Linked DNA regions of Canis lupus: region 1 is linked to region 2. A link is a contact called in public Hi-C data. All regions are on one chromosome and are shown on one strand. The core of a region is the stretch at or near the end of the contact, and the rest is flanking DNA. Distances in the headings are between cores, read along the strand shown. Region 1 holds the start of ILF2 (interleukin enhancer-binding factor 2). Region 2 holds the start of CREB3L4 (cyclic AMP-responsive element-binding protein 3-like protein 4).

Region 1 (5,052 bases), core at 1,851-4,350, 240 kb after region 2:
GTGGGGCAAATGAGACAAAAATTATAGTCCAAATGTCCCCCAAAATGAGAAACCTGGAAAACCACCTTCTGATTTGGGTTTAGGATCCTGAAAGCTGCCCTCCTGAGGGAAGACTTGGAATTGGGTAAACCAGAAGTAAAAAAATTCACAGCCCTAAATTAAAAACAAAACAAAACAAAACAAAACACAATTGGGGACGCCTGGGTGGCTCAGTGGTTGAGCGTCTGCCTTTGGCTCAGGGCGTGATCCTGGAGTCCTGGGATCGAGTCCCACATCGGGCTGCCTGCATGGAGCCTGCTTCTCCCTCTGCCTGTGTCTCTGCCTTTCTCTCTCTCATGAATAAATACATAAAATCTTAAAAAAAAAAAAAGAAAATTAAGAATCAATCAATAGGTTTAACAGTAAGACTCAAGTGAAGAGCGAGTAATGCACTGGAAGAAAGAATGGAGGAACTACCCAAAATGAAGCACAGATTAAACAGGAATGTGTTTAGAGTGTTAGAGACAGATAGGATGATGTGAAAAAAATCTGACATACCTTTATTTGGAACCCAGGAAGGAGTGGGGAATAAAGCCACAGATTCAAGAAGTTCAACAAATCTCAAGATTAAGAACGTCTACATTTGGGGGTGCCTGGGTGGCTCAGAGGTTGAGCATCTGCCTTCAGCTCAAGGTATGATCCCAGATTCAGAGATTGAGTCCCGCATCCAACTCCCTGTAAGGAGCCTGCCTTTCCCTCTGCCTGTCTCTCTATCTTTGTGTCTCTCATAAATAAATAAATAAAATATCTTTTAAAAAGGACGTCCACATTTGAACCCACCAGGGTGAAATAGCAGGAAATTAAATCAAAGGCAAAATCTTTAACATAGGGATGCGTGGGTGGCTCAGCCTCTGCCTTTGACTCAGGTCATGACCCTGGGGTCCTGGAATTGAGTCCCACATCCGACTCCTGTTCCGTCTCTGCCTCTCTCTCTCTCTCTCTCTCTCTCATGAATAAATAAAAAATAAAATCTTTAAAAAATATTTAAAATAGAAAAAAAGATGACTGATTACCTTCAAAGGAGCAACCATGGGATCCCTGGGTGGCACAGCGGTTTAGCGCCTGCCTTTGGCCCAGGGCGCCATCCTGGAGACCTGGGATTGAATCCCACGTCGGGCTCCTGGTACATGGAGCCTGCTTCTCCCTCTGCCCCCCCCCCCTCTCTGTGTGACTATCATAAATAAAAACAAACAAACAAAAAAAAAGGAGCAACCATTAGGTTGGCAAAAAAAAAAAAAAAAGTTTTTTCACAGCAAAAATGGAGGCCAAAGATAGTAAACTAATATAGCAAATGTGCTGAAAGAAAATAACTTCCAAGCTAGAGTTCCTTATCCAGAGAAAATTATGGGGCACGTGGGTGGCTAAATGCCTGTGGAGCCCCAACTTTTGATCTCAGGCTCCTGAGTTTGAGCCCCATGTTGAACTCAGGAAAGAAAGAACAAAAGAGAAAGAAAAAAAATACATACAGGATTTAAGTTCTGTATACATACACACCTACCAAGAGAAATGCACGCAACTGGCCCCAGGACTCTTGCACACAGATGTTCCCAGCGGCTTTATTCATAATGGCTCCCAAGTGGAAACAACCCAAATGTGTTCCCGGGGCCCAGTACGTGGGAGAGGGACTCTACAGGGGAGTGGACGAATTGATGTCATGGAATGCTACTCCTAACTAAAATCGGCACATTGCTGATACATGCAAACACGTGGGAGGGGCTTGAACCGTGTCAAGCAAGAGAAACTGGACAGAAAGTACAGACATTCCTGTGAAGTTGAGAACAGACGCAGCCAACCTGTGCTCACAGAAATCGGAGTTGGGGTGGCCCGTCGGGCGGGCAGAGGGTCAGGAGCGCAGACACAAGTCCTTTGTCCTCACCTGGGTGATGGTTGCGCGGCGGAGCCCATCACTCAGTTAAAGTAGAGGAAAAGCTTGCGGTGCTGCATGTTGCTTGGCCGTCTCTGAGTGGGTGACCCAGCAGCCACCGCGTGTGACCCTGGGGCTGCAGCGGAGTCCTCCCTACACTGTCCACCAGCGGGGAAGCACACAGACCGCAAATCTCTGCTGAAAGTAGAAAACGTGCGGGCAGTGAAGTAAACGTATCCGGTGCAGAAGGGGAGAAGCCGGAGAGAAAGGACCCGGGAGGGACCGGCTGCCCGCGACTCGGGGGCGGGAGAAAGAGCGCCTGCCTATGCGCGCTCGGAGCCACCTGGCGGGGGTGGGGGGCAGGTGCCCTGGGGGTCGCGGAGGGAGGGGAACCTGGGGGAGCGAGACCTTCCCCAGGCGACTCGGGTTCCTCCTCCTCTGCAGCCTCCCCTCAGCGCTTTTTCTGAACTTTTTTTTTTTTTTTTTTAAGATTTTATTTATTCATGAGAGACACACAGAGAGAGGCAGAGACACAGGCAGAGGGAGAAGCAGGCTCCAGGCAAGGAGCTTGATGCGGGAATACATATAAGGACCCCCGACATCACACCTTGAGCCACCCAGGTGCCCCTGAAGGGTCTTTCAAAGGCTGCCTCGGTTTCTCCTCTAGTCTAACCCGTTGTCATCAGGGCTTTCCGTCTGATAGGAGTCTGATCAGCTTCTCTTGCCTCAGGTTCCCGCCTTCGGTGAGCCCCGCCCAGGCGTGTAGCGTTGCCTGAAGTCCCTTCCCATCCCCTTCACTGCATTTTGGCAAAAACGGTTCTAAAGGCTGCATTTTTGAGGGAGGAAAAGGTGATTATAAGCACTAAAAGTACGTGCAGCACCCAAGGAAAAGATGTAACACCTTATAGCAGAGGATGGTTTCGATCCATCGACCTCTGGGTTATGGGCCCAGCACGCTTCCGCTGCGCCACTCTGCTACTGGTGTCGTTAGCCTCTCAGCATCCTAGACGAAGCTCTGTCCAGTCATTTTTGCACCGCGCCACCTAGTGCCTGCCTTAAAAAAAAAAAAAAAGGTTGTTACTGTGAAATCTGTTCTTATTGGCTAATTTCTGACACAGCAGGCGCTTCTTATTGGCTTGCAGGCCGGTCTGCGAAAATAAGCCAATGGGCGTTAGCGGCGGCGTAGAGCGGGGGCCAATCGGGCCAGAGTTTGTTGGGACGCTCCGGCCAGCCGCGTCTCTGGTGTCTGCTCCTCCGAGGCGAGGGGCGGTTAGGGTGGCTTCCATTGTTCGGGGCTTAGGGCGCCATGAGGTAAGGGCCGGGGCGGGAAGGCGGCGGGCGGAGCCCAGGGGCCGAGGATTGGGCAGGCCGGGGGCCGGGGGCCGGGCGGCGGGCGGACTGGCCTTGACCTGGGGCGACGGCTCCGGGAATCCCGGGGTGTACGTCCCCCGGACGCGCGGTTGGAGCCCGGGCCCTGGGAGCGGGGAGCTCGGCGCGGTGGCGGTGCCTTGGACGCAGCGAAGACCTCCGGGAATGTCTGCCTTCCTAGGGGTGACCGAGGACGAGGGCGCGGCGGGCGCTTCGGGTCCCGAGGAGGCCCAGGAGGCGGGTGAGTGCCGGTCCCCAGTGCCCGCCAGCCAGAGGCACCGCTCGCGGTGAGAGTTGGCTGAGGAGTAACGGGGATCCCTTTTCCTCTTTCAGGTTCCGGCCGTTTGTGCCACATATTCCATTTGATTTCTATCTGGTGAGTAACTAGCTCCTTTTGACCCTCGTTGACCTCGAGTGCCCTGGAACCCCGTGCCTCGCCGCGGGTGCGCGGGGTTCACGGGGAGCTCGGGCCGGCAGGAAGCAGCAGGGTTTCGGGTCGCCTGCAAAGCCCGTGTGCTCACGGGGCTCCTGTGGGCGCTAACAGGACTGTGGTCTCTGCTCTGGATGATGAATGCCCTCTTTGGTGTATCTGTTTCTGTAGCGCAATGAGAACTTAAACGATGGCTGGTCCTTCCAGCAAGTACTCTGGTTTGAGTACCTTAACGAGTAAAAACAAGTATTTTTTGTAAATAGCATGTCGTTTCTTTGTGCCTTAGTGTGAGATGGCTTTCCCCCGGGTCAAGCCAGCGCCTGACGAAACTTCGTTCAGTGAGGCCTTGCTGAAGAGGAATCAGGACCTTGCTCCTAATTCTGCTGAACAGGTCTACTTCTTGGGCTTTCTCCCTGAGATTTCTCTAAAAACCTCCCACCCAGGTTGCTGTTACCAGAGCCTATACTCCGCAGAGGCTCAGCTGATCTCATTTCTCACTGTGGGTACAGGGAGAGTGTCACAAGATTATATCAACAGATTCCATGTGCATTTATGTTTTTATTCAGGGATGCGTCTTTAGGTCAAAAAGTTATGGAAAAATACCCCAACTCTGAGAAGTTGCTTATAATTTTTCACTTTAGGGTATCTTTGTTTCCTGCTGTTTTTCAGGCATCTATCCTTTCTCTGGTGACAAAAATCAACAATGTGATTGACAATTTGATTGTGGCTCCAGGGACATTCGAAGTGGTGAGTTTTAGTGATTTAATCATTGGAAAGGGCAGCCTTAGTGGTGTGGGTAGTGTTTCCTTCGCTCCTCCTGTCTCTTAAGTCTTCAGTTACTTATTCGCCAAAGCCAAGCCTAAGATGGGAAGGAAAGTACAGTGGGATCCCTTTGTGGTGGTGATCTTGGGGACAAGACTTGTATCAGTGTTATCAGCTAGCCGTGTATTAGGCTCTTCATGGGGTAGATTGATTGATCGGTTGATAGATTATTTTAAAGATTTTATTTATCTATCTATCAATCAGAGAGAGAGAGAGAGAGGCAGAGACACAGGCAGAGGGAGAAGCAGGGTCCCTGCAGGGAGCCTGATGTGAGACTGGATCCTAGGACCCTGGGATCTTGCCCTGAGCCACAGGCAGAGGCTAAACCACTGAGCCACCCAGGCATCTCCATGTGGTTATTTTATGATTTGACTTCTGCTACTTCTAAACCTGGGTAATGGGATCCCTGGGTGGCGCAGGGGTTTGGCGCCTGCCTTTGGCCCAGGGCGCGATCCTGGAGACCCGGGATCGAATCCCACATCGGGCTTCCGGTGCATGGAGCCTGCTTCTCCCTCTGCCTGTGTCTCTT
Region 2 (5,180 bases), core at 1,622-4,121:
AACACGGTTTGACAAGGCAGCTGGTAGAGTAGAGAGCAGGGAAGGTAGATGAGAGGTGGAGAGGGTCTTCCCTTTTCTGGCATCCAAGGCCACACACCCCTGTATGCCTTTTGGAGAATTTCCCGTTTGCACTTAGGAGTAAATAACCATGAAGTGAGCGGAGGGAAGGGACCTTAATTCAGACGGGCTCTGGACCAAGCCCAGGGGACCTTCTGGAGCTGTGAAAGGAGACCTTACATCCTCTGCCCCCAGACTCAGGAATTTGGCACCCTGAGCAAACTAAGGAGGGCTTGTTCTGGTCTGCACCTCCCCAGAGCTTAAGGGTATTTGAAGACAGGGAGGAACACACTAAGGTGGGGTTTGCTTAATCTCACAATAAGCAAATGATTCACATTTGGCCATTAACTTCCACTTGGCAGTGTGTTATTCCATCAGGTCAACCTCAGGGAGCTCCCTGGGGGCAGTGGCCCACTTGCCCTCAGGGTCTCGGCTCCACTTTTGAGACTGAAGCTCTGTCTTGTCTCCAAGAACTCCCATGGCCAGCAAACTTAACATCTTCTAGGAACATAGTATGTGGAGCAAGTAGACGACATCTGGGGAACCTGAGCCTGCCCACTGAGTAACCTGGCCTTCTGATACTTTTTTTTTTTTTTTTTTTTAATATTTTTAATTTATTTATTCAGAGAGAGAGGCAGAGACACAGGCAGAGGGAGAAGCAAGCTCCATGCAGGGAGCCCGACGTGTGACTTGATCCCGGGTCTCCAGGATCACACCCCGGGCTGCAGGCAGTGCTAAACCGCTGCGCTACCGGGGCTGCCCTGATACTCCTTTTTGAAATACTTATGCTTCACTTTCGCTTAAGAGGAATTTGTTTTTGCTTTTGACTCCTGATGGTCTTTGGCTTTTAACCAAACCATTTCTTGACTTCTTGCCTTTTCTTGATGATCCCTTCTTGCTCTCCTGAAGCCACAAATTCCCCAGTGTTTTGATGGAAAGCCTAGAAATATCAGACTTTTTAGGGTCCCTTGATTCTGAGTTGCTTGGCTTCCACTCTGGTCTCAGCTTCAAGCACAGCCTGGCCGAGAGCTGAGAATCTGTTCCCTGTTTCACACACAAGCAGTTCTTCCCAGTGACTCTTGGTTGACAGTGACCTGAGCAAGACCCCTGCTCACTCCCACTGCAGGAACCAATGTGGTGCACAGTTCCAGTGGAAATGATGGCACTTGCTTCTCCTATACCTTGTTTCTCGTAGCCGGCTGGATTCCCAGGCAGCCTGTTCATGTCCTAACCCAAAGCTGAAACAATGGCTGGCTGTGGCTGAGCAAACTGCACACAAGGTCTGGGCTTTCTTCCAGGCCCTATCCCCAGATTCCGTGACCTAACTTTCTCCTTAACTGAGTCGTCACCACCACACCCCCAAGGGCTTCTGTCTCCCTTGTCCTTTCCTGCTCTTAAAGTTGCTCATGCCACTTTGATGTTCAGGCCCGTTGACATGAAAAATTGGAGCAAAGAGTTTAGCATCAGTTTCTCCCTCTCTCAAGCCCTTTCCCACCTGTGTGGGTACATATCTTTGTACCTGGGAGTACTGGATCCAGCTGACTGAAGACTCACCAGGGTGGCAGGAGGCACTGGGTTCACACTGCCTGCTCTGGGCAGGGTGTGAGTGTGAGCATCAAGGGGCAGCTCGCAGACCATGCAAGCCTCAGGCACTGGAAGTGGTGGGTTCCACTGATCTGAGGGAGACACAGGTGACCAGGAGAAAGGAGATGAAGGGCCTCGGAGAGGCACAGGTTGGGGAAACCCCTTAGCCCAAGGACTAGGGCTGGACCTGAAAGGCCAGTGTCTCCTTCCCACAAAGAACACTGACCTAGGTGGACAGAGATGAGCCGCCCAGGTGGCCCTTCCATCCTCTGCAAAACCCCTGCCTCAAAGACAACCTCACAGACAGCAGGGGAACTGGGTGCCTTGGGGGCACGAGGACCATCAGGATGGCCAGGGTCCTCCGAGATTCCACTGTCACTGCCAGGAGATGCTTGTGAGCAGTACACTTCATTGGGGTCGATGAAAAGCTTCAGAAAATCTTCGGGCTCACTCTCTTGAAGGCCCTACAGAAGGAGAGAGTTGTGGAGTGCCACCTGACCCCAGACCCAGATTCGCCGCGGCCCTGGACAGCCCAGCCCCACCTGCGCTGTCACACTCACATTGCCTGGCAGCCCCTGCTCAGGGGTCCCGGGAGCCTCTGCATGGGGGCAGGGGGGCCCCAGCTCCAGGAAGGCCCCTGCCGAGAAGACCTCTTCTGGGGGCTCCAGCCACTGGTCCAGCAGGCCTGGGGCTCGGAAGTCCATTCTGCGGGCAGAGCTGCAGGAAGGTGAGGGCGGCCTGCCTACCGAGCGGCTGATTCCCCCTCCTTCCCTTCACCCTTTCCTCACCTGCCACCGGGGGTCTCGTCTCGGGCCTTCTCTCCGCTTCAGACTTGGGGGCCGACTGCCGCCCCGGCCCTGCCTTGCCCTGCCCTCCCCACCCCTCTGCAGCCCGCCGGCAGCCTTTCTTCCCTCCAGGATCTCGCATCCTGGACCTGCCCAGCCAAGCCCCGCCCCCGGCCTGACCCCTGGACCGCGAAGTGGGGGGTTGGGAGCCTGGACGTCCGCCAACCGGACTTCAGGAAAGCACGGGCCGCCCCGCCCTTTGCGTCCGTTTCTCCTAGCGACAGCAAATCTTCCTGAGGGGTTGGGCTCTTCGGGAAAGGACGGCGATGACTGTGGCCGCAGCGTACGAAGCGCCGGCCGTCACTGGTGTCAAAAGCAGCTCACAGGCTGGAAAACAAAACCGGAAAACCGCGCGACCGGATCGCTGGAGACTCGCGCAAGCATCTCCTCCCCCACCCCAGGAGCTCTTTCCACTCGAGCTTGATTGGACGCAAGAGGTTTAAGGGGCAGCGCGTGGAGCCAATAGGAGTGCCGTGTCGGGGCAGGCTGCGCGCTGACTGGTCGGGCAGCCGCCGGGGAGGATCCGCGAGCCCGAGGGCAGGTGCTGGGAGCGGATACAACCTCCGCCAGGCTGACTGACCTGTCGGCCCGACTGGAGCTCCCAGGACTCTGCTAACTGGCAGGAGCCAGGGGCTGGGAGCCCAGAGGATAACGGCCGCCGAGGTTGGTGCAGGAATTCGTCCTACTGTTTGCATGTCATGTCCTACATCTGTCGAGCTCGACAGTGGCGTCCCCTATTTAACACCACGCGACCCTGGGGCAAGGAGCGTTTCCCCAGCCTGACCGGTGAGGACACAGAGCCGGGACACCGACGGGCCAGGAACTCACTTGAGATGCAGTCGTGCAGCTGCTCTCAGGGAAAAAGGCAGGAAAGTCTGGGGTGTGGATCCAGAATTCAAATTGGTATTCTCGTAAAATGCGCACGTGCTGAGAATAAAGACAGGAACAGGACTTAGTATTTATTGAGTGACCATTAGTATGCTCACATTACTCACACAGTTTCCATAGGAAGTCATAGCTGGAAGACAGAAATGACTTTTTCAAGGTTATTCCGTAAGTAGAGCTAGGGTTTGGAGGCCTGAGCTCACATTGTTTGCACTCTGCTATCTTGCTGGGGTTTTCTCAGATTTCCTGCTCATCTTCCTGCATTCCTGCCCAAGGACTGAGGAGACAAGGTAGGCTTCCTGGATTGATGCAGAGTTCTAAGGAAAGCTGGAGCTGTCCTTGCGGAGATCTTTCCTAGAGCAACACAGGCCTCAAGGGGCTTCCTACAGGTTGCGTTGGCAGAGATGATTATGTGGAAAATAGAATCTGCTTACATTAATTAGAACTGAATGGCATCACTTTTTTAAATTTTTATTTATTTATGAGAGACAAGGAGAGAGAGAGAGAGCGCAGAGACATAGGCAGAAAGAGGCAGGCTCCATGGAGGAGCCCGACGTGGGACTCAATCCTGGGACTCCAGGATCATGCCCTGGGCCAAAGGCAGGTGCTCAACCGCTGAGCCACCCAGGTGTCCTGGCATCATCATCTTCTAGTACGACTTCTCTTTCGTCTGCTTTATCAAATTCCTGAGAAGGAGAATGACTTGCTTAAGATCACACATCAAATTAAAGTAGATGGGTGCATGGCTGGTTCAGTTAGTGGAACATGCGGCTTTTGATCTCAGGGTTGTGAATTCAAGCTCCACGTTGGGCATTGACCTTATTTAAAAATAAAAATTAAGGGATGCCTGGTGGCTCAGCAATTGAGCTTTGCTTTTGGCTCAGGGCGTGATCTTGGAGTTCAGGGATCAAGTCCCACATACGGCTATCTCTGTCTCTCATGAATAAATAAAATCTTCTATAATTTTTTTTCTTTTTTAAATTTTTTTTTTTTTTTTTTTTATGATAGTCACAGAGAGAGGCGCAGAGACACAGGCAGAGGGAGAAGCAGGCTCCATGCACCGGGAGCCCGACGTGGGATTCGATCCCGGGCCTCCAGGATCGCGCCCTGGGCCAAAGGCAGGCGCCAAACCGCTGCGCCACCCAGGGATCCCATAATTTTTTTTTTTTTTAAAGGAACACATAGGGGCAGCCCGGGTGGCTCAGCGGTTTAGCGCCACCTTCAGTCCAGGGCGTGATACTGGAGACCCAGGATCAATACCCACGTCAGGCTCCCTGCATGGAGCCTGCTTCTCCCTCTGCCTGTTGTCTCTGCCTCTCTCTCTCTCTCTCTCTGTGTATTCTCATGAATAAATAAATAAAATCTTTTAAAAAAAATAACACATAAAAATTAATATTAAAAAAACCAAATTGAGGTACCTGGGTGGCTCAGTCAGTTAAATGACTTTTGAATTTCAGCTTAGGGGATCCCTGGGTGGCTCAGTGACTTAGTGCCGCCTTCAGCCCAGGGCATGATCCTGGGGACTGGGAATCGAGTCCCGTGTCGGGCTCCCTGCATGATGCCTGCTTCTCCCTCTGCCTGTGTCTCTGCCTCTCTGTGTCTCTCATAAATAAATAAATAAAATCTTTAAAAAAAATGAATTTCAGCTCAGGCATGTTCTCCAGGTTCTAGGATCCACCCCGAGTTGGGGTCTGTAATTAATGGGAGACTACTTCAGGATTCTCCCTCTCCCTCTGACCCTCCCTCTGTTTTTTTTTTTTTTTCTCTCTCAAATAAATAAAACCTTTAAAAACAAAAACAACCAAATTA

Evidence for each region. Hi-C and Micro-C count contacts between places; a contact is called where the count stands out from the background.
Region 1: a contact with region 2 is called in a Hi-C map of blood, with 3 times the contacts expected there. The contact joins the promoter of ILF2 here to the promoter of CREB3L4 in region 2. A contact is called at or near these places in 2 of 9 Hi-C or Micro-C datasets (amygdala and blood).

What each region holds. Positions count from the first base shown.
Region 1 is chr7:43,388,781-43,393,832 of UU_Cfam_GSD_1.0, forward strand. ILF2 (interleukin enhancer-binding factor 2) reads left to right here and starts at 3,101. Exons shown (of 14, transcript XM_038543297.1): 1 at 3,101-3,214; 2 at 3,453-3,512; 3 at 3,605-3,647; 4 at 3,988-4,092; 5 at 4,371-4,448. The coding sequence starts at 3,210. It overlaps TRNAM-CAU (a tRNA gene), which reads right to left and starts at 2,880; the gene lies at 2,809-2,880. It overlaps LOC119872577 (a long non-coding RNA gene), which reads left to right. Exons shown (of 3, transcript XR_005362402.1): 3 at 555-1,062.
Region 2 is chr7:43,149,846-43,155,025 of UU_Cfam_GSD_1.0, forward strand. It overlaps CREB3L4 (cyclic AMP-responsive element-binding protein 3-like protein 4), which reads right to left and starts at 2,872. Exons shown (of 10, transcript XM_038543278.1): 1 at 2,430-2,872; 2 at 2,202-2,358; 3 at 1,868-2,105; 4 at 1,612-1,733; 5 at 1-20. The coding sequence starts at 2,345.